Linked DNA regions of Mus musculus: all the other regions are linked to region 1. The links are chromatin contacts, called in public ChIA-PET, HiChIP or PLAC-seq and Micro-C maps. All regions are on one chromosome and are shown on one strand. Each heading gives the region's core, a stretch centred on a gene start, on an enhancer-like site or on the middle of the called end of the contact. The rest is flanking DNA. Distances are from core to core; before and after follow the strand shown.

What was found. A called contact is a pair of places that touch in the nucleus more often than the background predicts. ChIA-PET counts read pairs in DNA pulled down with a chosen protein or histone mark. HiChIP or PLAC-seq counts read pairs in DNA pulled down with a chosen protein or histone mark.
Region 2: an H3K4me3 HiChIP or PLAC-seq map of bone marrow-derived macrophages shows a contact between it and region 1, with 3 times the contacts expected there. The contact joins the enhancer-like site here to the promoter of Ap3b1 in region 1. A contact is called at or near these places in 3 of 39 promoter capture datasets (hippocampal neurons and liver) and 1 of 115 datasets of contacts at active chromatin or transcription factors (bone marrow-derived macrophages).
Region 3: an RNA polymerase II ChIA-PET map of memory CD8 T cells shows a contact between it and region 1, with 6 read pairs. The contact joins the enhancer-like site here to the promoter of Ap3b1 in region 1. A contact is called at or near these places in 1 of 39 promoter capture datasets (hippocampal neurons) and 1 of 115 datasets of contacts at active chromatin or transcription factors (memory CD8 T cells).
Region 4: a contact with region 1 is called in a FOXA1 HiChIP or PLAC-seq map of pancreatic cancer cells. The contact joins the promoter of Tbca here to the promoter of Ap3b1 in region 1. A contact is called at or near these places in 3 of 39 promoter capture datasets (the C10 cell line, embryonic stem cells and liver), 1 of 484 Hi-C or Micro-C datasets (CD4 T cells) and 2 of 115 datasets of contacts at active chromatin or transcription factors (the 230-238 cell line and pancreatic cancer cells).
Region 5: a Micro-C map of embryonic stem cells shows a contact between it and region 1, with 2.3 times the contacts expected there. The contact joins the promoter of Lhfpl2 here to the promoter of Ap3b1 in region 1. A contact is called at or near these places in 4 of 39 promoter capture datasets (the 3T3-L1 cell line, 3T3-L1-derived adipocytes, pre-B cells and 1 more), 3 of 484 Hi-C or Micro-C datasets (all in embryonic stem cells) and 2 of 115 datasets of contacts at active chromatin or transcription factors (bone marrow-derived macrophages and extraembryonic endoderm stem cells).

The regions. Positions count from the first base shown.
Region 1 is chr13:94,356,647-94,361,350 of GRCm38.p6, forward strand. Ap3b1 (adaptor-related protein complex 3, beta 1 subunit) reads left to right here and starts at 2,314. Exons shown (of 27, transcript NM_009680.3): 1 at 2,314-2,585. The coding sequence starts at 2,458. It overlaps Gm9776 (predicted gene 9776), which reads right to left and starts at 2,277. Exons shown (of 1, transcript NR_045619.1): 1 at 101-2,277.
Region 2 is chr13:93,858,648-93,863,351 of GRCm38.p6, forward strand. It overlaps Arsb (arylsulfatase B), which reads left to right. Exons shown (of 8, transcript NM_009712.3): 5 at 3,440-3,683. Among named protein-coding and RNA genes, the nearest start is that of Mir5624, 70 kb to the left of the region's middle. Within about 2 kb of position 2,869, at least 13 of the 459 cell types and tissues checked have an H3K27ac peak or open chromatin away from gene starts, as enhancers often do. A contact at or near this core is called in bone marrow-derived macrophages, where this site is marked.
Region 3 is chr13:93,896,075-93,900,778 of GRCm38.p6, forward strand. The region is part of intron 6 of Arsb (arylsulfatase B); the gene reads left to right. Among named protein-coding and RNA genes, the nearest start is that of Mir5624, 110 kb to the left of the region's middle. Within about 2 kb of position 2,652, at least 85 of the 459 cell types and tissues checked have an H3K27ac peak or open chromatin away from gene starts, as enhancers often do. A contact at or near this core is called in memory CD8 T cells, where this site is marked.
Region 4 is chr13:94,786,906-94,791,609 of GRCm38.p6, forward strand. It overlaps Tbca (tubulin cofactor A), which reads left to right and starts at 2,015. Exons shown (of 4, transcript NM_009321.3): 1 at 2,015-2,097. The coding sequence starts at 2,045.
Region 5 is chr13:94,055,026-94,059,729 of GRCm38.p6, forward strand. Lhfpl2 (lipoma HMGIC fusion partner-like 2) reads left to right here and starts at 2,771. Exons shown (of 4, transcript NM_172589.2): 1 at 2,771-2,881.

The sequences.
Region 1 (4,704 bases), core at 1,064-3,563:
ATGGAAGCATAAGTCAAATAAATCAGCCCTTTCCTTCCCACCTTGCTTTGGTCATGGTGTTCCATCGAAGCCATAGAAACTAAGACACACAGAGAGAAAATTTTATGTTTTTCTAAGGAACACAGGCTTTATATCTTATATAAAATATTCGAGGAAGGAGGAAGAAAATAAGTACTCAGTAATGTTTCTTGAGAATCATACAGCCTTGATACCCCACACCATCGAAGGACAAGGTAAACAAAATAAACCAAGACTTCCCCAACAACTTTCCAAAGTATAGGTCAACTGTTTACATGAGTCTGTATGAAAACAAAACAACCAATGAAAATAAAGCAGCTTGTTTAAAGAATGAAACTTGAGAATGGGCCCTTTTCAAGTGGGGTGTGCTGGTGCGTGGCTATAGTCACAACATTGGAAAGTTAAGGCAGGAGGATTGCAAGTTCGAAGCCAGGCAGGACTACAGAGTGAGACCCTGTCTCTAAAAACAAAATAAACCCTTTCCATAAGAAAATGAACTATTGTGGGTGGGTAGGGGAGCAGGACGGGGGGGGGGGGCCTCTGGGGGGGTATAGGGAACTTTCGGGATAGCATTTGAAATGTAAATAAAGAAAATATCTGGGCTGGTGAGATGGCTCAGTGGTTAAGAGTGCTGACTGCTCTTCCAAAGGTCCCAAGTTCAAATCCCAGCAACCATGTGGTGGCTCACAACCATCCGTAACGAAATCTGATGCCCTCTTTTGGAGTGTCTGAAGACAGCTACAGTGTACTTACATATAATAAATAAATAAATCTTAAAAAAAAGAAAATACCTAATAAAATAATAATAAAAAGAAAATGAACTATTCAAGATAAATTGGATTAACATGTCCATGTGAAAAAAAAACTCACATGAAAGATAATCATATTCATTATCAACATGAATATAAAAATTAATTAGAACACAAAAATCTATATCACATTATGACAAAATTATGAGAATGTGAGGAAATCCCTCTCATACGTAAATGGTAGGAGAGCAATTTAGAATATCTAGTAAAAGCGTTTACATTCCAAAATAAAAACAATTATATACTCAGGTATATTTTGTACTGAGGATGTGTTCACATTGTCATTACTTGACAAAATAAGCAAAGCCTAGTGTCTTCCCGTAGTAAATGAATTTATCCATGCACACCACTTAGTATAGTGTCTGGGGTATAAGCTAAGCATCATATAACACCTTGTTATGTATCATCACCATCGATCAGTCAGTCGTAGGAGAGATTCTACAAATCTATCAATATCATCAACACTGGGAAGAAACATATTTGCGATGCTCGAACACTGTCTGGATAGGTGTATTGAAAAGCTAATTAACCGCCAACGTTTGGTCAGTTTGGAGGCTGATTGCTCCTCTCTCTCCTAGCACTAAGGAGGAGCGTGTTTTCCGAGAGACAACGCAATCTTTCAGTCAAGTCGAGAAATCTTGGTGGGACCTTGGTGTTTGCCTGGTGCTACCCTTGGGTTTTGGTGATTTGCTGCAGGGCTGCAGGTATTCAGTCCTTTCTGGACCGCATGTGTAGGGAAAGAGGAACGAAGGAACGGTAGTCACCAGGGAGGCTGGTGAGGGTCCTCTTGGAAAGCTGCCCGGGACAGAAGGGTTGCAGTTCTGCAGCCAGAAACCATCCCATCTTGCTGCTTAGGTGTTGTTGGAAAGCCACTTGCCCAAGAGTGGAAGCAGGCGGCGCTCGGAGGAGAGCGCACTCCAGCTTCTGGCCCAGGCTTAGCTCGCGGCAGCTGACTGCGGGCAGGACGCAAGCCTCGAACTTCAAGTAAGAACCTCGGGCCCCAGGAAAAACTTAGGCAAAGCTTGCAGGCGGATGATCGCCTCCGCGCAGATCCTGAAAGCCTCCTCCGAAGGAGGAGCTTTCACGTCTAGAACGTCAGGCCACTCTGGCTGTGAGAGGGGCGGAAGCCAGCCTCGAGGGCTGAGAGCTTGTGGCCGCTGAAGCCAAGTTCTTCCGACCTGTGCACCGCGTTTCAGGAGCCATCGGGGAGCGATCAGTGGACAGCAGAAGAGAAGCAACGAACCCTGGAGGATCTGAGATCTCCTCCACCAAAACGCATCCAAGGGCCTCATATCCAGTTCTTTACGTGCCCACGACTCTCCGGCTGACCCGGTGCAAAACCCCAGCTTCCTGTTAAGGGTCCCGAGTGTAGCTTCCCGGCAGCCCCTAACACCCGGAGCGCGACAATCTAGCGCACCGGGAGCGGCAGGCGCGGGCCCGCACGGACACAGTGCGCACGCGCAGGGGGTGGGCCGCCCGGTCAGCCGGAGCAGTGACGAGCCCGGAAGCGCCGGCGCGCGCCCCCTCCGCCCCAGAACTAGTTTGGTTCGGTGTCCTCCGAACGCCAGCCATCCGTAGAGGACCCCGCACGCTCTCTCCCGCACCCGCCTGCTGGCCAGCACCGCCCGCGATGTCTAGCAACAGTTTCGCCTACAACGAGCAGTCGGGAGGAGGGGAGGCGGCGGAGCTCGGGCAGGAGGCCACCTCGACCATCTCTCCCTCGGGCGCCTTCGGCCTCTTCAGCAGCGATTGGAAGAAGTGAGGACCGGGGTTCGGGGTGCGGGAGCGCTGCCGGGACGCGAGGCGGCCGCCCGGGCTGCTCTCGGTTCCTGGGGAACCTCCCTGCCGCCCCCGCTGCGGTGGGTCGGTGGGTGGGTGGGTGGGGGTGGCCCCGCCGGGTGCGGGGCTTGTTGGGGACGTCTGGGGACGCCCAAGGCGGCGCCTGTGGTCTTCAAACTTTGGTGTGTGTGGGGGGGAAAAAGCAAACCAGTTGGTGAGCCGAGGTTCCACTTCCCAAACCGTTGACTGAGTTGATCTGGGCTGCGCACAGGAGTTTGAATTTTGAACTTCTAGTGAATTTGAGGTCTACAGGATCAGACCTCGAGAAAGTCATTTATTTAAAGGTGACGAGGGTATTTGGGGAAGGGAGTGGGGAGTGGGCCTGCTGCTTATTGGGACCCTATAATGTAGGGACTAAGCGGTGGTTTGGGGGTTTTGTATAAATGACAAACTTATTTTTTCTACCACCTTTGGCGTTTTTCATGTGATGATCTTTGCACCAGGGTACTTCCCCGCCCCCACTGAAGCACTGAGATAATATTTAAATAGAGTGTTGTTGTGAACCAAACCCAGTTCTAGTTCTTTACAAATAGTATGAATTTTAAAAATAAGCACCAACCGTGTATACTGATTTTTGTAAAAAGTTACTTATGGTTCGCGTCAAATACCGCCAAGAATTGAAAACATCCTTAGCGGGTTCTGTTTTAGTTTGGGTTTTACATTTTGGCGTGTTGATGGGCTGTGGATAAATGTACAGAATTATGACAACTTAGATTATTTGTCGTTCCCCTCCCTTTTCTTTCTGACAGGGTCTCACTGTGTAACCTTGGCTGGCCTGGAACTCACTAGGTAGAGCAGGCTAGCCTGAAACTCAGAGAAATCCTCCTGCCTCTGCTACTCCAGTGCACACACCACCATGCCATTACACATTCTTTTTAAATTTTTGTTCTCTTATTGTTACGCAGTATAGTAAAACATAATAGACTATCACTAGATTCTACCCACTTAAGGTAAGGAAACTTGGTTGATAGTTTTATGGATATTAAGAGGTGTAACTAAAATAATAATTGGTGGGGAAGGTGGTTAGAGACAATCTTGTTCTGTAGCTCAGGTTGGCCTCAAACTGGAACTTGCCATTCTCCTGCCTCTGCCTCCCAGGTGCTAGTAGCTGAAATTGAGATTAAGATTTGACTCTATTGATTAACATCTTGTATAAAGCATATTAATTATCTTTGTGTTCATTATTTTCAGGATATGAAAGTGTAAAACATAATAGATGTCTTCTGTCTTTGTGTGCATTTGTGTGACTGATTGATCCAACAAGGAGTTTTTGGTAACTCCACATTTCCCTCAGTAGAAGGTCTCAGTTGTTGAATTTGCCTGTGACTTGGGGTACACTTAGTCAGCCTTTCTGACGCGTAAGCATCTGAGGTGTTTTTTCCTTTTCTTTTAGATCATGTAAAAGCTTGGGCCTGATTTGGGAAGAATGCATGGCTTTCTAGTGCAGTTGATGTTAGAGTTGAGTTACAAGGAGCTAACATTGAATGCTTGTGCATGGGTATTCATAATTATCATCTGCAGTGTGTTTCTACATTGCTGGAGCTTTGCTTAGGTAAGTGCTCTGCCTCCGAGCTCCATCCCTGGTCCTCCGTCCTTAGTGGGCTGTTACTGGTGCTTCTCTGATTCCACATTATGGGTGAGGAAATTGGAGTCCAGTTGGTTAATTTGCCCAAGGTCACAAAGCTGTCAGAATTTGAACCTAGCTAGACATTATCATCTCTGTTCTTTCTTTAATGTGTTTGTTTGCATATGCTATTAACTACTTGAAATCAATGCTATTTTTAGGGAATGCATACAGCTCACCAAAAGTTTAAAACTTGAAAGTTCCAAGACAGCCAGGGCTATACAGAGAAACCCTGTCTCGAAAAAAAAAAAAAAAAAAAAAAAAAAAAAGAGAGAGAAAAAACGTTTGTCTTTTGAGATAGGATCTTACTATGTAGCCCAGGCTGGCCTCAAACTTGTAGTCCCTGCCTTAGGCTCTTGCATAGCTACTATATGACCTTGAAGCTTTCAGGAGTTGAAACACTGGCTACTGAGC
Region 2 (4,704 bases), core at 1,619-4,118, 500 kb before region 1:
CCCAGTAGTGAGTAGCTGCCCTTAGCTGTCAGTTATGTCTCTGTCTAATCTTAGGCTTTGGAATCTTGTGAAATCCAAGTGGTACCTGATGTTGAGTTAGTACTTAAACGTTTTGAGTTATTGTTTTCCATAGACACCCTGTGCTGTATTATAGAGTCCTCTGTATTCAATGCTTAGGGCTCTGTTTCAGTCCACTATGTCCACCATGGTCTGAAAAATAGTAAGTGGAAACTTACAAAATAAATAGCTTCCAAATTTTTGTTTTTGTTTTTGTTTTTTTTCAAGACAGGGTTTCTCTGTATAGCCCTGGCTGTCCTGGAACTCACTTTGTAGACCAGGCTGGCCTCGAACTCAGAAATCCGCCTGCCTCTGCCTCCCAAGTGCTGGGATTAAAGGCGTGTGCCACCACGCCCGGCAGCTTCCAAGTTTTAAACTGCACTTCCTTCTGCATGGAAACTTGTAGTGCAATGCAGTCTTCTGTCCCACTGGTATGTGGAATGTTCCTTCATGCACATATAGTGTGGTAACCAGGTACACAAGAGCAACCACAGGCACAAAGCTTTGAGATTGGGTCTTTCTGTATCATCTAGGCTGCTCTCAAATGCCTGGACTGAGAAACATCTTCCTTCCTCAGCTAGGACAACAGCCTTTGCCACTGAACACTTTTAAAATAACTTTTACAACAGTATACTATAATTGTTCTATTTCATTGTTATTGTTGTTGATAGTGACTGTGCCTAACTTAGAAACCATACTTTATGCGGCAGGAGAAATGGGTCAGCAGTTAAGAACACTGGCTGCTCTTCCAGAGAAACTGGGTTCAGTTCCCAGTCCCCACATGGTGGCTCACAGGCATGCACATGTTGCACAGACATACATGCAGATGAAACACCCATACATATAAAAATAAAAAATAAAAATTAAAGGAAAATAAATTGGACTTTATTATAGGTGTATGTATAGGAAAAAAACAGAGTGTGGTTCCCCGGGTTTCAGGTATCCACAGGATGTCTTAGCATCCCCAAGGACAAGAGAGTTCTGTGTGGAATGTTCTATGGAGCAAGTTAGTCCTACTACCCTCTTATGATTCACTTGAACAATGGTGGTTTTGAAAAGTAATGCTTAAGTATAATATGCATGCACATAAAATTTTTGCATATATTTGCATATCTAAGTATTTGTATGAAGTTACCTTAGCACCTGGGTACTTTGGAAAGAAATATGATTCTACAAATTTGGAACACAAGAAATACCACTGCTTCTTCTCTATAGTCCAAACTCAGTGCTTAGTCCTGAGCCCTCACCTGGCTCATAAGAGAAGTGAAGCCCTTCCCTGCCTTCCCTGGTGTGCTGTGAATAAAGTTTCATCTCGCCAACCTGCAGAGAAGGAAGGGACTGGGCCCACTTCTCCTCCCAGCTGCCCTGTTTGTAGGCTTTGAAGAAGCCGTTGCCTTTCCCAATTAAGAAAGGGCTCTGGTTACTAGAGAATGGGTTGATAATTCAGACACCAGTTTCAGTGCTAGAAGTTTTCTTCCAGGGCTCTGTCTCTGTCTCTGTCTCTGTCTCTGTCTCTGTCTCTGTCTCTGTCTCTCTCTCTCTCTCTCTCTGTGTGTGTGTGTGTGTGTGTGTGTGTGTGTGTGTGTGTGTGTGTGTGTGTAGCTCTGGCTATCCTGGAACTCACTGTGTAGACTAGGCTGATCTAGATCTCAAAGATCCACCTGTGTCTGTCTTCAGAGTGCTGGGATTCAAGGCATGTGTCACCATGCTCAGTGCTCCAAGACAAATCTTAAAAGGTCTGCTGTCCTCTTCTGAAGGAGCATTGGGTCACCAAGTGAGGCGCCCCTGAGTTTTCTCCTGAGCTGTGAACCCCAGTTCTCATCTCCTGCAGCATGCATTGTTTTCCAGTGCAGGCACACTCATCCATTACTTTGCCCAAGCTTATTCACGCTGGAACTCATAGAGGATTAAAGGTCTTTTATCAGTTACATGTCGTGTTGGAGCCTGGTTATCTCTGGCACTGGAGCACAGTATCCAGTGGGAGAGGAGTAGAGAGCTAGAGGCAGGGGAGATTTTCATCATCTTCTTCGAGAACCATTTAACAAGAGTTTCGTGGAAACCTATCCTTGAATGCACTCTAAAAGGTAAAACAGCTGGAAAGTATACCATGCCTCACTTTTTAGAGTCTGGACACTCTTAGGCAAAGTCCTTGAAACCCTGACTACCATTTGAAAAGATGGGGAGGCAAGACAGGGTCATGAATAATCAAGGAGTTAACATCCAGAAAGATACTTCAGCCTTTAAGATTGCTGGGGGAGGGGCATGCTGGAGAGATGGCTCAAATGTTGAAAGTCTTGAATGCTCCTCCTGAGGACCTGGGTTCCATTCCCAGCACCCACATGGCAGCTCAGTTCTGAGGAGTCTAACACCCTCACACAGACATACAGGCAAAACGCCAATGCACATAAAATAAAAATGAATAAATTATCACTTTAAAAAAAGAGCTTGTACTGCTCTTGCTGAAGACCTAGTTACCTTTACACAAAAGGTAACTAGGCTGTGGCTCACAACCCCCTGCAACCCCAGGTCTGGAACTTCTAACCTCCACAGGTGCCTACATTCAGATGTCCATACACACATACAGACACTCACTCACATATAGTTCAAGATGTTTTTAAGAGAGCAGTAGCATTGTCATCCTCCACCCCCACCCCATCCCCAGTAACAGACAGAGCCTCAGAGATAAGGAGTTTCTATGAAAGCAGAGAGCATTGCGATGGAATTGTGGTTTTTTTGGTAGCCATGAGCAATTTTAAAGAGGTTGGCACATGGGGTACTTTTTGAATGAAAATTGAGGAAGCTTGCTGAGTTATTTTGAAGCAATAACCCTTGACCTAAAAGATGAGAAGCAGGAACAGCACTAGGCCAAGATTGACAGTTATTGGATAGACGTCCTGGCAGGATTATTCTTGAATAAGGTAACATGCCCTCTTCCACCCCTGCCCCCTCAAGATCGTGAGGTAACATGCCCTCTTCCACCCCTGCCCCCTCAAGATCGTGAGGTAACATGCCCTCTTCCACCCCTGCCCCCTCAAGATCGTGAGGTAACATACCCTCTTCCACCCCTGCCCCCTCAAGATCGTGAGGTAACATGCCCTCTTCCACCCCTGCCCCCTCAAGATCGTGAGGTAACATGCCCTCTTCCACCCCTGTCCCCTCAAGATCGTGAGGTAACATGCCCTCTTCCACCCCTGCCCCCTCAAGATCGTGGTTCTGTAAAGTCCTCTGAGCTCGTTCTCATCAAATGGCATATGCGCATGAGAGCCCCCTCTTTTCATAACCTTAGCTTCACCCATTATGTTCTTGCCTGTGATGGTGTGACACAAGTGACGCCATTTTGCTAACTTTCATGTACTCATGCCAAGGCTTACCTGTGTTTCAGATAACGGTGGGCAGACTAGGTCTGGAGGCAACAACTGGCCACTCCGAGGAAGGAAGGGGACCCTGTGGGAAGGGGGCATCCGAGGAACGGGCTTCGTGGCAAGCCCCTTGCTGAAACAGAAAGGCGTGAAGAGCCGGGAACTCATGCACATCACCGATTGGCTCCCCACACTCGTAGATCTGGCTGGGGGAAGCACTAATGGAACCAAACCTCTGGATGGCTTCAACATGTGGAAGACAATCAGGTATATTCATGTCTTGCCCCATTCATGGCCAGGACAGAAACACCAGCCTGTGGTGTCGGGTCAGGGAGGAAAGTATTAAACCAGGAAATACATAAAGAAGCAAGATGACTTTGGGGACTTGGGGTAGAGCCAAGTGTGAAGGCAGTAAACAGTCACCCCTGAGCATGAGAGTCACCATACAGGAGCAGGGCCTGCTCTCAGCTGTAGAGATGGTCCTGCTTCTGGTTCACTCACACAGTGTGGAAATGCGTCCTGCAAGGAAGGAAGGTGCGTGCCCTGGAGGCTGGAAGATACCTGCTTCTTTGGAGTACAGGGAAGGAAACCTGAATCTAGCATCTTTATCTAAATTATGTTAGCATATGTTTTATAACACATATTTTAGCATAAGTTTTATGACATATAATGTCTGTGGTTCGGTACCTAGGTCCAGTTTACACATAAAATCACATGTACTGGAAGCAAATGACTATTGCTGTGCCTTTCAGCCTCTTTGGTGTGCTGAGCTCGGTTTGGGGTGTCTGGTTGGAAGTCCTCCTTGTGGTCCTCCTTGTGCATCTTCCACATTTTTCTCAGTTCAAAATAATGGAGTTTTTGGGTTTCTATACATAGGAAATCCACAATAGAGGACTTAGACGTAAGGAGCCAGGGTGTACATGGTTCATAAAAAGGTTGTGTGTATGTGTGCTTTGTGTCTGGGGTGGATTTAAGGCTCCAGTATTAGCAATCTGAGAAGATAGGTAAGGAGCATAGATGGTCTTGTACTATGAGTTTTTTACAACTTTTTATAAATTGAAATTATTTCCAAATAAAGTGTTTTGTTTTGTTTTGTTTTGTTTTGTTTTGTTTTGTTTTGTTTTGTTTTGTTTTAAATAGAAAGGTCTGGCAGTATTTGGCCTGAATTTCCACAAGACTAGCCAGTGAATGGAATCAGATAGTGGCAGTCTTCTTTAGTTGAGTGTTGACTTTCCAAGTTACCTTTTTCCAGTGCCCCTGGCTGCTTTGCCCTCTGGCCGGCTGCACT
Region 3 (4,704 bases), core at 1,402-3,901, 460 kb before region 1:
AGATCATATAAGAAATTAGGCTGTTATTCAAAAAGAAAAGAGCAAGCTGTGAACTGCACTAACTACTCTTGCAGCATCTAAGAACTTGCCTGTGACTGTCAGGCAGTAATTCCTGTATTCTAGACATCTGGTCTACCACTCAGCTCTTCTACCAATACTGCTCACTTTTGAATGTACATCCAAATGTCCTGCTTTTGTTGATTAACATTAGATCAAAATTCAGCATTTCTTTTTCTTTTCATTAAAGATTGTGCATATGGTGGGGGGGGGGGGTAGAGTATGTATGAGTCTAAGGAGGTCAGAGACACCATTTGAATATATTAATGTACATATTCTATTTAAGACATAACCTGGATGAGTCTCTGGCTCAGTAGTAGAGCATTTGCCTAACATGTACAGGACCCCTAAATTCAACCCCTGATACCACCTACAAGACCTTAAATCTCATAACTGACTTTTGAAGGGTTTATAAATCCTTCCCCCAAATTCTTGTTTAAGTTGACTCTATAGCAATGTACATTGTCTTTCTGGTTATCCAAATGCCAGAATGTTTTTTCAATACTAGTGTACTTTGGAGTGTCTGGCAAAAACACAACTCAGGCCAGTCAGCAGAATGATTTTGAAGTTTGACTTAGATGCATAGTTCTTTGTCCTGTTTTCCTGATGTCTATGCTGGCTAGTTTTATATCAGCTTGACACACAGCAGAGTTATCTGAAAAGAGGGAACCTCAATTGAGAGGATACCTCCACAAGATCTGCCTGTAAGGCATTTTCTTTATTAGTGATAGATGGGGAAGGGTCCACTTCATTGTGGGTATTGCCATCCCTGGGCATGTGATCCTGGGTTCTATAAGAAAGTAGGCTGAATAAGCCAGGAGGAACAAGCCAGTAAACAGCCCTATGGCCTCTGCAGCAGCTCCTGCCTTCAGGTTTCTGCCCTGTTTGAGTTCCTGTCCTGACTTCCTTCAATGATGAACAACAATAGGAAAATATAAAACAAACACATCCTTTCCTCCCCAACTTGCTTTTTGCTCATGGTGTTTTATCACAGCAGTAGAAACCCTAAGTTAATGTCCTATGGTGCCAACATTCAAAAAGAAAACTTAGGCTCTTGGGAAATGTCAGTGAGCTGAGTATCTACCTGGAAGAGGTTCCCAAATTGATAGTAAGGGGGTTGTAGGCTTCTTCCCAGAGTCTCCCTGGGACTGCTTTGGCAGTGGGTCTGACTTCTTCACAGAAACTCCTCTGATCTTATAGAAGTGCTGAGGTTGGGTGCAGACAAACTCTTATGGACTCCCAGAAAGATTGCATAGAAAAAGCAAGTGCTGCCTCTGTGTGCCCAAGAGACTGCCCCCAGCTTTTGCCTCTATAAAAGGCATGGCAGGTCATTCTGTGCAACCTTTGCCTGTTGATCTGTCATTGTATCTCAGAAGACAAAGAGCATCCTCACCCAGCTCCATCGTAAGAGCTCATCCTGTCTCTGGGACCAGCGAGCCTGTCTCTGTATCTCCTGAAAAAATAAAGGCAACTTCCTGGGATATAAGAAGCAGGTCTCATCATTTAACCACAGTCAGAGGGAAACTGGGAGAATTGATTGTTCCTGTGTTTTTTACTCAGAGTGTTTAAAGATTAGTGGCAAACATTCTGGTCCAATAAAAAGTAAAAGTGTTTTCTATTTGGCGTCAGTTTATAAAAAATAATAGAGGAATCAAATGGAATTAGAATATACAGAAGTATATAATGGTCTCTGAGTGTGAGGGAGGTGTGAAGACAGTTTTCATTATCCTTTTGACCTAATTCACTGGATGTATTTTATTTACAATTAAACATTAGAAAGAAAGAACAAAGGAGAAAGGAAACAAAGCAATACTGTGCTCAGGTTGGACACCACTCCTCTCCTCTCCCCTCCCCTCCTCTCCTCTCCCCTCCCCTCCCCTCCCCTCCCCTCTCCTCCCCTCCCCTCCCCTTCCCTTCCCTTCCCTCCCCTCCCCTCCCCTCTCCTCTCCTCCCCTCCCCCACCCCCATAAGTGTGGGAACTCTGCTCAGAGCCTTGGGGCTGGAGTTAATCGTTTGATTTCTCTACATAGTATAGATCTGTAAACTGCCTCAGTGACAGTAATAAATTAGAGTGTCTTGATAAAGACCAAACTCATCAATTTTTCCAAAATCTGTATTTGATTAATTCTACAAAGGTCTAGGTCAAAGTTATTCCTCAAAGCTTATCATTTTAACAAAGAAACCCAAGGTTTCCAGGTTTGTCAGAAAACTCATTATCGCTGCACGATGGCAAAAGGTCACAAAATGCCTCCTTCCACAAGACAAATTTCTTCTGCTCAACAACCCATTCCCCTAGCAGAACCAAGAAAAACCTCTGACATTTCAGATCCTTTTGCTTCAGGGAAAATAAATGTTCCCCAGATCGTGGAGGAAAATGACAAACAAATTAATGAAAAACAGATCCGTTCCTACAGTGTACCCGGCTAGGGCAGACCGCATACACTCAAAGTCAAGCGCTCACTCTCAGGTCCTGCCACCTCTGCAGAGTGACAGTTCCCACAGTGGCATCAGCGCTGTCCTCACAGAAAGCTGTACACATACCACAGCGCTGCAAAATGAAAGAAACATGCGTCAGAAAAACTCCAGTGTTTAACTGTGGCTGGAACTGTGAACTTGTGAGTACGGGCATTTTGAAAGTGACTCAGCCCCTTCTCACAGTGCACACGCAGAACTTGACTTAATTTAGCAGTGCTGTTTTCCTACACCCTAAAAGTTCCTGCTTTTAATTCTGCATCATTTGTACCTCTGAACACATGCTTTCCCCATATCTTCAGTTTCCACTGATTAACTAATTTTAACCTTGAGGACATTTCTTCCTTCCTTTTTTCTTCCTTCCTTCCTTCCTTCCTTCCTTCCTTCCTTCCTTTTTTTCTTTTGAACCAAGCAGTATGGACAAAGCCCGAGTTCCCCATGACCCCAGCTGGGTGCCAGTGCTAACGGGTTTAATTTGCCCTTTCAGAATCCTTCAGTTACTCATTTAAACAATATAGGCATGTGGAATTGTATACATGTGTGCTGCTTTTCCCCCATATACTTGGTTTCATATGAAATGTTTTGCTTTGTTTTTGTTTGCCATATGCCTTAGTTCAGTAAGTAGAGATTAGTGACTTTCTATGGGGGCTGCTTTGCCTCTGGGGGAGACTTGGTGACTTCTAGAAAGCTTTTTGGTAGTTACAAATGGGTAGAGACCAAGGATACTGACAATCACAATGTATACATCAGCTCCCTAACAGAGCATCATCTACATGAAGTGTCAAGGATGCCAAGACCGCCGCTGTTAGGATCTTCCTCCTCTGACCTGCAGCAGAGCCAGTGGTCCATTCAGCCAGTCATGCACAGGATCATTTGGCTGAATCCTTAAGCATGTGGGCCTATTCCTTTTCACCACAGCTAGCCCTCTTCCTGCATACCTGTCTTAATCCATTCCTGCTGCTATAACAAAATACCACGGGTCAAACACCTCATAAATATCAGACATTTATTGTTCACAGTTGTGGAGGCCAAGAAGCCCAAGGTCAAGGTATCTGCAGATGTAGTGTCTATAATGGGCTTAATCTCCAAGTCAAAAATGGTTTCCCTTGGCTGTGATGTCTTAAGGCAAATGGGGTCAGAAGGGCAAAGGTGAAAAAGGGAAGTATCTCTCTTCCTCAGGTCTTTTTGTGAGGGCACTAACTAAGCCTGTCCATCCTATTCATGGTGGAGGAACTAAATCATTCCACCTTGTGACCCTACCTCTCAGTACCTTGGGGGTCAAGTTTCAGGAGGCCATTCCTTTTAACCACAGCAACCCCTACAGGCTACCAAGATCTCTGAATGTCCTGGCTCCATCTCAGAAGCCACCTTGTACATTTCCCAAAGCTAGTCACCAGGGTTTCCTTCAGCACTCATCCCCCACTTGGCCTTGCCCCTGACTGTCCCTCCCTCCTCTGTGGTACCAGGCTGATTCCCAGAATCATGCTAGACTCTGTTACTATGGAGATTAACTATGGATGGGTCCTGCTCTGCAGACTATCTGGTCTAGCATCAGGGATTGTGCCAGGATTGCAAACTGACTGACTGACTGACTGACTGACTGACTGACTGACTGACTGAGATATAGTATTACAGATTGTAGAGGCCAGCAAGGGATGCTTTTTCTTCATGGTTCAGAATTTATTACACATTTTATCTTGGTGACTATTTCTCCTGAAACACACGTTTCAAACAGTAAATCAACAAGAAAGCTCCTTTCTCTCCACTTACAGCCCCTGTATTGTGTCACACACACACTCTCTCTACTGAGAACACACTTGGCCTCTGCCAAGGCTGAGAGCTTCCTTTGAGAGCAGTCCAGCTTGTGAGCAGCTGAGGGGAGGGACAGGTGGTCCTTCTACAGCTACAGGTCCTTCCCCTGCCCTGACTTTCAGCCTCCTTTGGATGGTGGTGCCTTGGGCTCCTGTGGCCTCTCACTCCTTCAAGGGGACTCCAGGAGTAGACTGAGATAAAGGTGCTGGCTGGCCCTCATCTCCCTGGATCAAGGAACCTTAAGCATCTACCAAAAATCCAACAGCAAAGGAAATCTCAGCTGCAAATCCAATCCAATAAACCCCTTCAGCTTGCACTTAGTGTTCACTGTGCAGGGTTGCGGGAGATAGAAAGATAAATGGG
Region 4 (4,704 bases), core at 765-3,264, 430 kb after region 1:
AAAAAGGAAGATGTAGTGAGTCAAATGATTTTACTTGTGGTGGCTAAAAGAGCTTGGGCAGTGGCAGAAGGCCTGAGCACACTGTCTCTGGTGTGTGGTTTGCAGTTTCTATTACCTTCACAGCATTTTGCGTTGGTGACTCTGCTGCTGCTGTGTTTGTCCCCTCCTCTGCATTTCACAGCTCTGCTGTGTCACTTGGGATTGTAGTTCAGTGTGCCAGCCAGCTAGAGAAATGTATTTATTGAATTTAGCACCTGCTGTGTGGATCACGCAGATGGAGATTTAAGAGAAAGGTTTATGAAAGACAGGATTCTTGCCTCTTAACATGCTTATACTGCAGCTAAAGGGGTGGGAACAGCCCTTGTAAAGAACTCAAACCAAATTGTTTTCAAACAAATATACACAGAATGCAAGGGATCAATGTATTCCTGGAGAACTGCACAGGCAGGGGCAGCATTGGGAGTCTTTCCGTGGGAGCTAGGTTTTGAGACTGGATTTATACCTGGAGCTCTGCTCTGACAAGACTGAAGGATGTTCCAGAGCCAGCCATGAAGATGAGAACTGAACTAAGGGTCAGGAGAGGCCAAGAGCATCAAGTGAAGAACAGAACCAAGAAATGAGGACGCAATGGAGGCCATGCCTCAATTCCTTGGGGGTTGTAGGGGTGCTTCAACAGGAAGAGACTCTAGAACACAGTTCAGGGTGCCTTGTTCTATGCAAATTGTATCTTGGAAAATATGGTGGAGTCAAAAGTTGTCCCATGTCTGCTGTGTTTAGGCATTGTGCTGAATGCCACCCTCTATACACCTGTCACGTGACGTGGGCATTATTTCTTAGGGCTCTTCAAGGAGGTTGAGTGCCGGGGTCCTGTGTTCGCTAAAGGATAGAACTCCACATGTGAGATAGGTGGCTAGTCATTTGCTCTCAAATGACTGAGTCCATTAAGTGTGTAGCAAGAAAAAGGAGATGAACAAATAAATAGCAGGGAGCGGATAGATGACACCATCGAAACAGGTTCTTACAACACCCTGCACAAAGCACTGGAGAAGTCCCTCGGAGTCCCCCAGTCAGAGATTCTCTCTGTGGATGGGATTCTGCCATTTTGTTGCCAGTGTAGGCATACTTTTACACAACTTAAAAAACAAAAACCAAGCGTTTATTTCATACACTTCTGTGTATATTTGCAAGCCACAGTGAACTTGCAGAGGTCAAAGGACAACTTGCGAGAGCTGGTTCTTACACTCTACCACTTTTGAGTCCTGCAGATTGGTCTCAGGCCATCAGGCTAGGAGGAAAGGGCTGCTCCCCTCTAGGCCAAGAAGGTGCAATGCTGTACTGTTTTCTCCCTGTCTCAGGGGTAGGGGGCCAGCATGTCTCAGGACGGGGAGTCTTGCTGGACACTTGAAACAAACTTGCTAAAATTTAGGACAAGAGGAACCTCCTTACTCCCAGAGTCCTCTCTCCATAAACTCAAACATCACAAGACAATTTACATAAGTAACACTCTGGAAAGGGAAGGGACTATATGGAGAAAGGGAACCGGAAGAGGGGGCATGGATTGGAATGTAAAAAAAAAAATTAAATTAAAATTAAAAATTTCTTTTGACTGTCTGCATTATGGTATTTTATTTCATCAAACACAGATCTCTTTCTCCATTTGACAACAGACAGTGAAAACAAAAATTATCCTTGTTAATAGTTTCTAAGTCACACTGTCCATTAAGCAGCTAATCCTGTTCACTTTCTCAGGAACAGAAAGTTTCTTAACTCAGGCTATGGAGACTGAGAAAATAAAAGTGCAGCTTGTGTACAAATCCTGTCCAAGCACCAGGGAGAAGCAGCTGGTATAGGGCTTTGAGAGTCTCCAGCTCTAGGTACCAGCAGTCTAGATGCAAGGATTCCAGGTAAGAGTCGGGAGGCGAGGCGGGGTCGGGCTCTCCAGGTACGCATGCGCGCACTCTGGGCTCCACGCCCACTCCACCGCCCCTTCTGCGCCGGCGCGCCGCGCAGCCCCGCCTCTCCTTCCTGCGGCGCCTTAGGGACCATGGCCGATCCTCGCGTGAGGCAGATCAAGATCAAGACCGGAGTAGTGAGGCGGTAAGGAACGGCCGGCGGCTCCGCGGCTGACGCTCGCTCTTCCCTTCTCACCGCCGGGGAAGCCGGGCGGAGCGTAGGCCCGATGCGGGCGCGGCTTCCAGGCCTCGGCGGGCGGGATGCGAGGGGCCCGCACACGCCTAGGCTGGCGCTGGCAGGGAGCCGCCCTCGGCGCTGGCCCTGCCGCCCTCCGTGCAGGGCTCGGCGCGACCTCGGCGCTGGCCTGGCCGCCTTCCGTGCGAGGCTCGGAGGCGTCCTCCGCGCTCGTAGGCCGGGAGGAGGAGGAAGAGGAGGGCGACCTGTGCCTGGAGGGCCTCGGCCTGTGCGTGCGGGGCGCCGGCTCCCTGAACTTTGCAGTAGGGAGGCGGAGTCCGCCCTGGCCTGGCCTCAGGTGGACTGGACAGCGCTCAAGTTTAAGGGACGCTGAGATCATGGGCCTCACTCAGAATACACAATGGCGGGGCCCTGGCCTCTGACATGGCTCACTTCCAGAGTTTGGGAACTGGGGCTTGAACGTGAGCACCTCTGCAAACTTCTTCCCCGAAGCTCGCCCCGGAGCTGTGGGCTGCTGCCTCCCAGGAATAGGCCAGGCCAGTCTTGTGACTTGCCTTGACTCCCGACTGTACATATTGCAGTGCTCATTAGAACTAGTTTTGTTCAGACCCAAGCTGATCATACCGAAACATTCCAAGGGAAAAGATACACAGCCTCCTTACGAAGCAGATCGTTCTGCAGGGGAAATAGCTTTTTTTCCTGTTGCTCCATCTCTCCACCGTTTATTGATATTCCATCAGAGGGAGGTCAACCCATAGAGGAGAGAATCACTTTTAGAGATACTGCCCGAGTTTTAGTACTTCGAACGGTACTTTGGAAGCTTTTATTACAAAGGCAGCTAGGGTATGGTAGGGGGGCGGGGCGGGGGTGAAGGTGGGGGGGATAGACAGTCGGTTCTGAATTGTGCCTGACTTCAAATCTGGTTTTATGTATTCTGGAACATATTTCATCGTTGTACTGTGCCTCTTCTTACTGAATTTGGAAGATAGAGTCCAAATTCTCCCTGAATTCAGTTTTTGGAAGAAATACCTGCTACATTTTTGATACAGTGTGATTCAAATAAATAAGATACACCATATAGGTTTTGCTCAGTACATGTTTATGAGTGCAGTTTTCAGAATGTGGCTGAAGTCACACTTCAGGTTAGTAGCAGAGCAAGCAAATGAAACAAGGATCCTGGCTCCAGCTGGGATGCGGTGATAGAGCATTAGACTGTGTGATAACACAGGAGGGGAATATGAGATCTATAGCATACAGTAAGTAATCCGCGCTGTCCCTCAGCCCACACGTTTCTTCTCTTTTGCCAGACTTTCCTTGGCTGTGTCATTTCCTTTAGCATATTGTCTATTTTGCAGAAAAGAACCCGGAGGTATAAGAGACTGCTTTAAAGTAAATATCATGAGAAAACATTTCTAAATGTTTTCCCATTAATATGTTGTTGATTTTATCACCCTCTTGATCTATTCTATAAATTTATTTAGTTCAAGTAGTTATAGCCTAACCATACATATGCTAGAGAAACGTCCTTTAAGTAATTAAGAACTAGCTTGTGAGACATTGACAAATTCTCAGATGCCTACATAAACTGCACAGAAGTAGATAAAGTTTTCTGGGTAGATTAATAGGACATTATCAAAGTTTACTTTTGGTATTCATATTTCAATAAGTTAATAATTTTCATGAAACTCATAATTTACCATAATCTCAAGTTGCTTATTAAATGAATGTGTATCATACGCATCTTCCCTGGCCCTTTGTTGACATGAGGTGTAGCATTTCTTCTTGCATACTGTAAAACAGGGACATACACTTTTAAACTTAAAATTTGTATTTCACTTGTTGATTACCTGCATTTTATCTTGCTGTATAATATCTACATCCATAAACATTACTTCTTTATTTTTTCCTGAAAACTTATTTTACTGTGATTGTCTTCTGTGTTAATAGACTAAGGCGGAATTCTACATTTTATCTCATCCAAAGGGGAGCATAAATGAGGCAGACATTAATTGTTGGGGAAGAATGATCTTGGGCCCAAGAGCTTAAAGGGCGTGCTGCTTTTCCTTCTCCAGATTTAGTTCCAAAGACTTCTTAGTTTCATGATTCAAGAATGTTCTTGGTTTTATGAAAGGGATTCTTTCTGCTCATTGGGTTTGTTGTATTTTATAAAACTTGCATTTATTTATTTACTCTGTATGGGGTGGGGGGTGCCTATGCCAAAGCACAGGTATGGAAGTCAGAGGACAGTCTTCAGGAGTTCACTCTCTCTACCATGTAGGACTCTGGGTCATTTAGTTTTTCCTCACAGTTGAGAGCCACTGGGATTTATACTGCAGGCTTTTGTCCTGGAGGCCATTGGATACGTTAGGCTGTGAAGTTACTCACCTACAGCACTTGTGATTCACAAGTCCCCAGTTGTGGAGTTAGGATGGCGCCTGAACAGAGATTGAGAGTTAAGCGTATGGAAATAGGCAGTTAAATAAATGATGGTTGGTATCAGGGAGATAACGCAGTGAGTACAAGATGGCTGTCTGCTTGTTCAGGTGAAATGGTGAA
Region 5 (4,704 bases), core at 1,521-4,020, 300 kb before region 1:
GGCAAGGCAGTTTGCAATCATGCTCTTTAACCGGCACCACTGTGATTTACCTTATGACCTAGGCAAGTGGCTTACACTAACCTTCCTCCAAGGCCTCCTTGTTGTTTGACTTTGTAGATACTCTTTAATTTGCTCATGCCTTCTAGTGTTTCTTCCTTTCTTTCTTTTTAAAATTTGACCCAAGCACGTGACAGGAGCAACCCCGACCCATCCTAGGGCTCCTCCACTCGGCTGGCTTCCTCTGCTGCTTCCTTTCCACCGCTTTAATGGGCACTTTGTGTTGTCCGTACTGTGTGGTCACTCCCTTAGTTTCCCATTAAGTGTAATTTTATCTGACCTTCAGACCCATATTATTCTATCTGCAAATACTGGCTTTGATGTTAGCCCAAGGAGCTGCACACACGGTTGTGAGAGAAAGCAAGCAAGCAAACAACAACAAAAAATAAAACAATATTTTATTTCCCAGGCGGTTCTTCTATGAATTCAGCATAGAGTTGAACCATAGCCCAGTCAACTGGGCATAGATACCTTAATGTTTATGTCCCGATGGGTATGTACTGTGCCAGCATTGTGGAAGATGTAAAGGCACAGTGTCTATAAGCTACAGACTGTGCCCTTCAAAGAAACTGAGACAGAGATGAGGCACCAACTCAAGCTAAATACATTCGAAACATATAATACCACCAAACGACATGAAACAACTAGTGATGTACCCACAATTCACAAGGGAAGCCATGTTTGCACCACTTCTTGTTCACTGATGCTTACAATGGCCTCTGACTTAGATAACAGTTCAACAGAGGTGTGGAGCACAGTGCTATCTACTCCGTACGCATAGGGCCATTGTGAACTCACGAGGATGTCTCAGCAAAGCATAACAAATGACCTCATTCGTGACTGCTTCTACATAGGGAGGGCTTCTAATGAAATGGAGGGAGCAGTATGGTATGCTGCTTCATATTCAAATGTTCCTGGCACATTTGATATCACCAATGGACAACAGCCGCCTAATCAGGGTGAGATTGGAAGGCATTGTGTATACACATAATGGTGCATATCTGTTCTGTGTTCTTTGATTGGTTCAGTCGTGAGCTATAACCCAGGAGAGTTCATAGGAAGAGGGTACAAGGCAAAGGTTTCTGTTTCTAAAATTTGTTTTGGCTTTCTTCTCAATTCATTGATCTCAAACAATTCTCCCATAATTACCTCCATCTTTTTATAAAGGTAAAGTCTTGTATTCACTGTAATATTTATTAGGAATTTAGTACAGTTTATAAACTCTGTTAGTATGTTCTTTTGAATGGTTGCTGTTTTTAATTCTCCGATTGCAATGCTATGTAGATTTTTAAGTTTATTCTTAACCTCATAAGCCCTCTTGTAATTTCTAGCACGTGATTTTGCCAAATAGAGAGAGCACTTAACACTCTTGTAGAATGTGTTTCGGGAAAGCTTTTTTTTTTTTTTTTTTCCCAGTAGGATTCAACCGTGGGAGAGTCCTGGGAACAGCATCAGCAGCTTCAGCGTGGATACAGGCATGGGTCCTTCTAGGACCCCATCTGGATGAGGACCAGCATGGTGATGCATTTGTGTTTGCAGCTATTGTTAATTGGTGATAGGTACCCTTTGCATGTGAAGAATCCCAACCGATTTAATTTGTATGTTTTCTCCACAGACCAGCAGTTGCGGATGACTTATGCTATCTACAATCCTGCTGTGGGATATGGTTTTCAATAGTGGAGTTGCAAAGAAATCAAGAATTTGTTTTGTTTTTTTAATTTTCCTGGCAAAATGCCTCAGATACCCTCTCACCCAGGAAGTGGTGTTCTAGAGCCATTAAGCTTGTAAGGCCGTGCAGATAGGTGCCGTGCCCACGGGTTTCAAAAGCAGGAGGGGGCCATTGAAACTGACAAACCCAAATGGATTTGGAAATAGTGGGTCAAGTGCAAAGACTTCAAGAGCAAAGAGCACATGCAAGCTGCTAGGGAAGGCCGGGAGGGAGGGGTGGGGGGGGTGGGTGTGCTTCGGTGGATAGACAAGTGTCTGAGAGTTTGGAGGCTGAAGCAAATTTGACAGGGGGTGGGGGTTGGAGACAAAGGAAGGTGATCTTAGCTGGGTTCTGTCCTAACACAATGAATTCAGACAATTCAGCCCCTGGCTATTTGACTCTGTCCTTTGCTCTGGCCCTGGGGGCGGTGGTGAGAGGAGTTGGTGGGTCTCCTCTCTGGATCCCTTTCCCGCTGGCTAAACCGCCTTTGATATCTGTGGTATCTATTGGAAAGTGTATCTTCAGTGCCTGGGGGATGTGTCTGGACCCAAGCATCCAAGCTCTGTGAAAGTTTGCAGTTTCCCGAAGTAGAAATCAGGACCTGTAAACTTGTGCCTCCAGCCTCTGCTTTAAAAGCACCGCAGACCACTCTCCACCCTGCGGTTTTCCTGGGCCACGGACCGACTTTCTTCCCGCCCGCCCCGCCGGCTCTGGTCCACGATAGGCACTGGGACAGCGTGAGGAGAGAACCCCGCAGGGCTCCGGGACCCCTTCTCAGGGATCGCGCGCGTCGCCCACACTCTCCCGGGCCCTGTAGGACCCTCCCCCCCGGAGGCCGGGCTTCGCCGACCCCTCCCCGAGCGGCGGCCGGAGGCGGGGATGCTGAGTGGCAGCGGCCGGCCTGGGCTGCGAGGTTCGGCCGCCTCCTCCCGCTGCGCCCGCCCCTCGGCCTCCGCCCCGGCGCCGCCGACCCTCGTCTGCTCCCGCCCTCGCCCCTGCGGGTCCGCCGGGGCCAGATCGAGGCTGCAGCGAGGAGGCGGCACAGAGAGCCCGGCTGGGGAAGGCTGCACGCGCCCGGGCCAGAGCGGGGCGTTAGGAGCCGGCTGCCCCGGCCAGGTAGGTGCTGCGCGGGGAGCCCGGGAGGGGGCCGGTCCCCGACAGTGCACGGGGGCGCGGAGGGACGGGCGGCGGGTGCCGGGGCAGGAAGGATCCGCTGCAGCGCCGGCCCGCCGCAGACGTGGAAGAAGTTGAGCCTGGAAGCGCTTTTTCCCGGGGAGCTGTAGTGGTCCCCTCCAGCCCCGGTCCGTACCGCGTGGGTCTCACCGGCCACAGACCTCAGCTGCATCTCAGACCTGGGCTGCATTTTTTGTGGCCAGTGCAGAGGGGTGAGGGCTGGCGAGGAGGTGGGCGGGGAGTTGGGGAACACCACATCTGGGGTGGATGAAGGACTCAGAGAGATGGGTTTGAATGCAGTCCCTACCCCCACCCGGCCGCACTTCTCTCTCAGTCTATTCGCGGTCGCGTGCTCTCTGAACTGAGAAAAGCAAAAAGAGTTTCTTCAAGTCGGCTCAACTTTTCTGTTAATTCAGGAGGTTCGGGAGTTTGTATGGAAGTAAGGGCAAAAGACTCTCATCCTCGCACCCTACCTCACTCCTGCCCGGGCAGTTTCCTGTACTCTGTGCCATGATTGTTTTTGTGCTTGTAGATTACAGCTGGTGACCTATATGGAAAAGTGGAACCACTGCCGGCGAGTGTGTGTTGGAGCCACAGGGCGGCAAGGTGTGGGGGGCTAAGTCAGAGTTCCTTCGAAGGGACTTTAATTCTCTGAACACTCTTCCTGTCCAGCTCAAAGAGAGGATGGGATAAGGAATAATTTATCTTGCTCTTTCTGATGCTCTTCTAATCATTTTTTTTAAAAACTCCCTTTCAAATTAAGAGATAGAGAACACGCATGCGATGGTTAAATATTTTAAAGACAGGGAAGATGAACATCTCTCTCTGCAATCAGGCTAATAGGGCTAGCCTGTGTTGGAACATCTGATTCTGATGAAATATTTGAAAGGTTTAAAGCAATACCAGACGATGTCATTAAAAAAAAATAGAGTGACCTGCAGTAGGTCATACAGAGCAGTGTGGCCTGTGGTCTGTGACAGCATTTTATAGCGGGAGGTGGAGCACTGTAAGCTTAAAGAGAAGAGGGTGGGAAAGGGGGCTGCTCATTTGTCTTGAACCAGTCTAGTTAGGAAGAGTGATTACACTGCAAATGAACATTTGTGAATATAATTTGAGTCATGATACATGAACCAGCCATTTGTCTGAAGGAAAAAAAGGATCTTTGTAGATGAGAGCAAAGCAGTGCCTTATGGGGGAAAAATAAGCATACCGTTTATCCATGTGCGCAACTCAGAATTGACAGCACCTGCTAACAACAGAGGCATGGGCTTAGAGATTTGGCTGCAAGCAAGGTTGAACAAGGCAGGGAGAAAAGTCTACAGCAGGAGATAGTTACAAAAGAATGGATAGAAAACTTCAGGTGTGTGTGTGTACACACACACTGCAAAAAAAAAAAAAAGTCTTCATTTTCTATATATCTTTACTGCAAAGAATTGCCAACACAGGAGGATTAAAATGTAGGAGAGTCCTGGGGCTGGAGAGATGACTCAGTGGTTAAGAGCACTTGCTGAGGTCCCATGACCCAAATCAGACAGCTCCCAACTGGATCAGTGCCTCTGGCTTCCACAGGCGTTTGCACTGTGGACATACCCAGGTGCAAGCACACAACTAGACATAATTAAAAATAAATCTTAAAAAGCTTTTCAGGAGACTCAGATTTAGTCTGTTGGGTCCCCATTGTGTGAAGCCTATGTGAATGTTAGCAAGCTCCGTTCTAGCTCTCCGCTGCGGTCTCTGTGTCTACCTAGTGGGGGCTGGAACTGTGG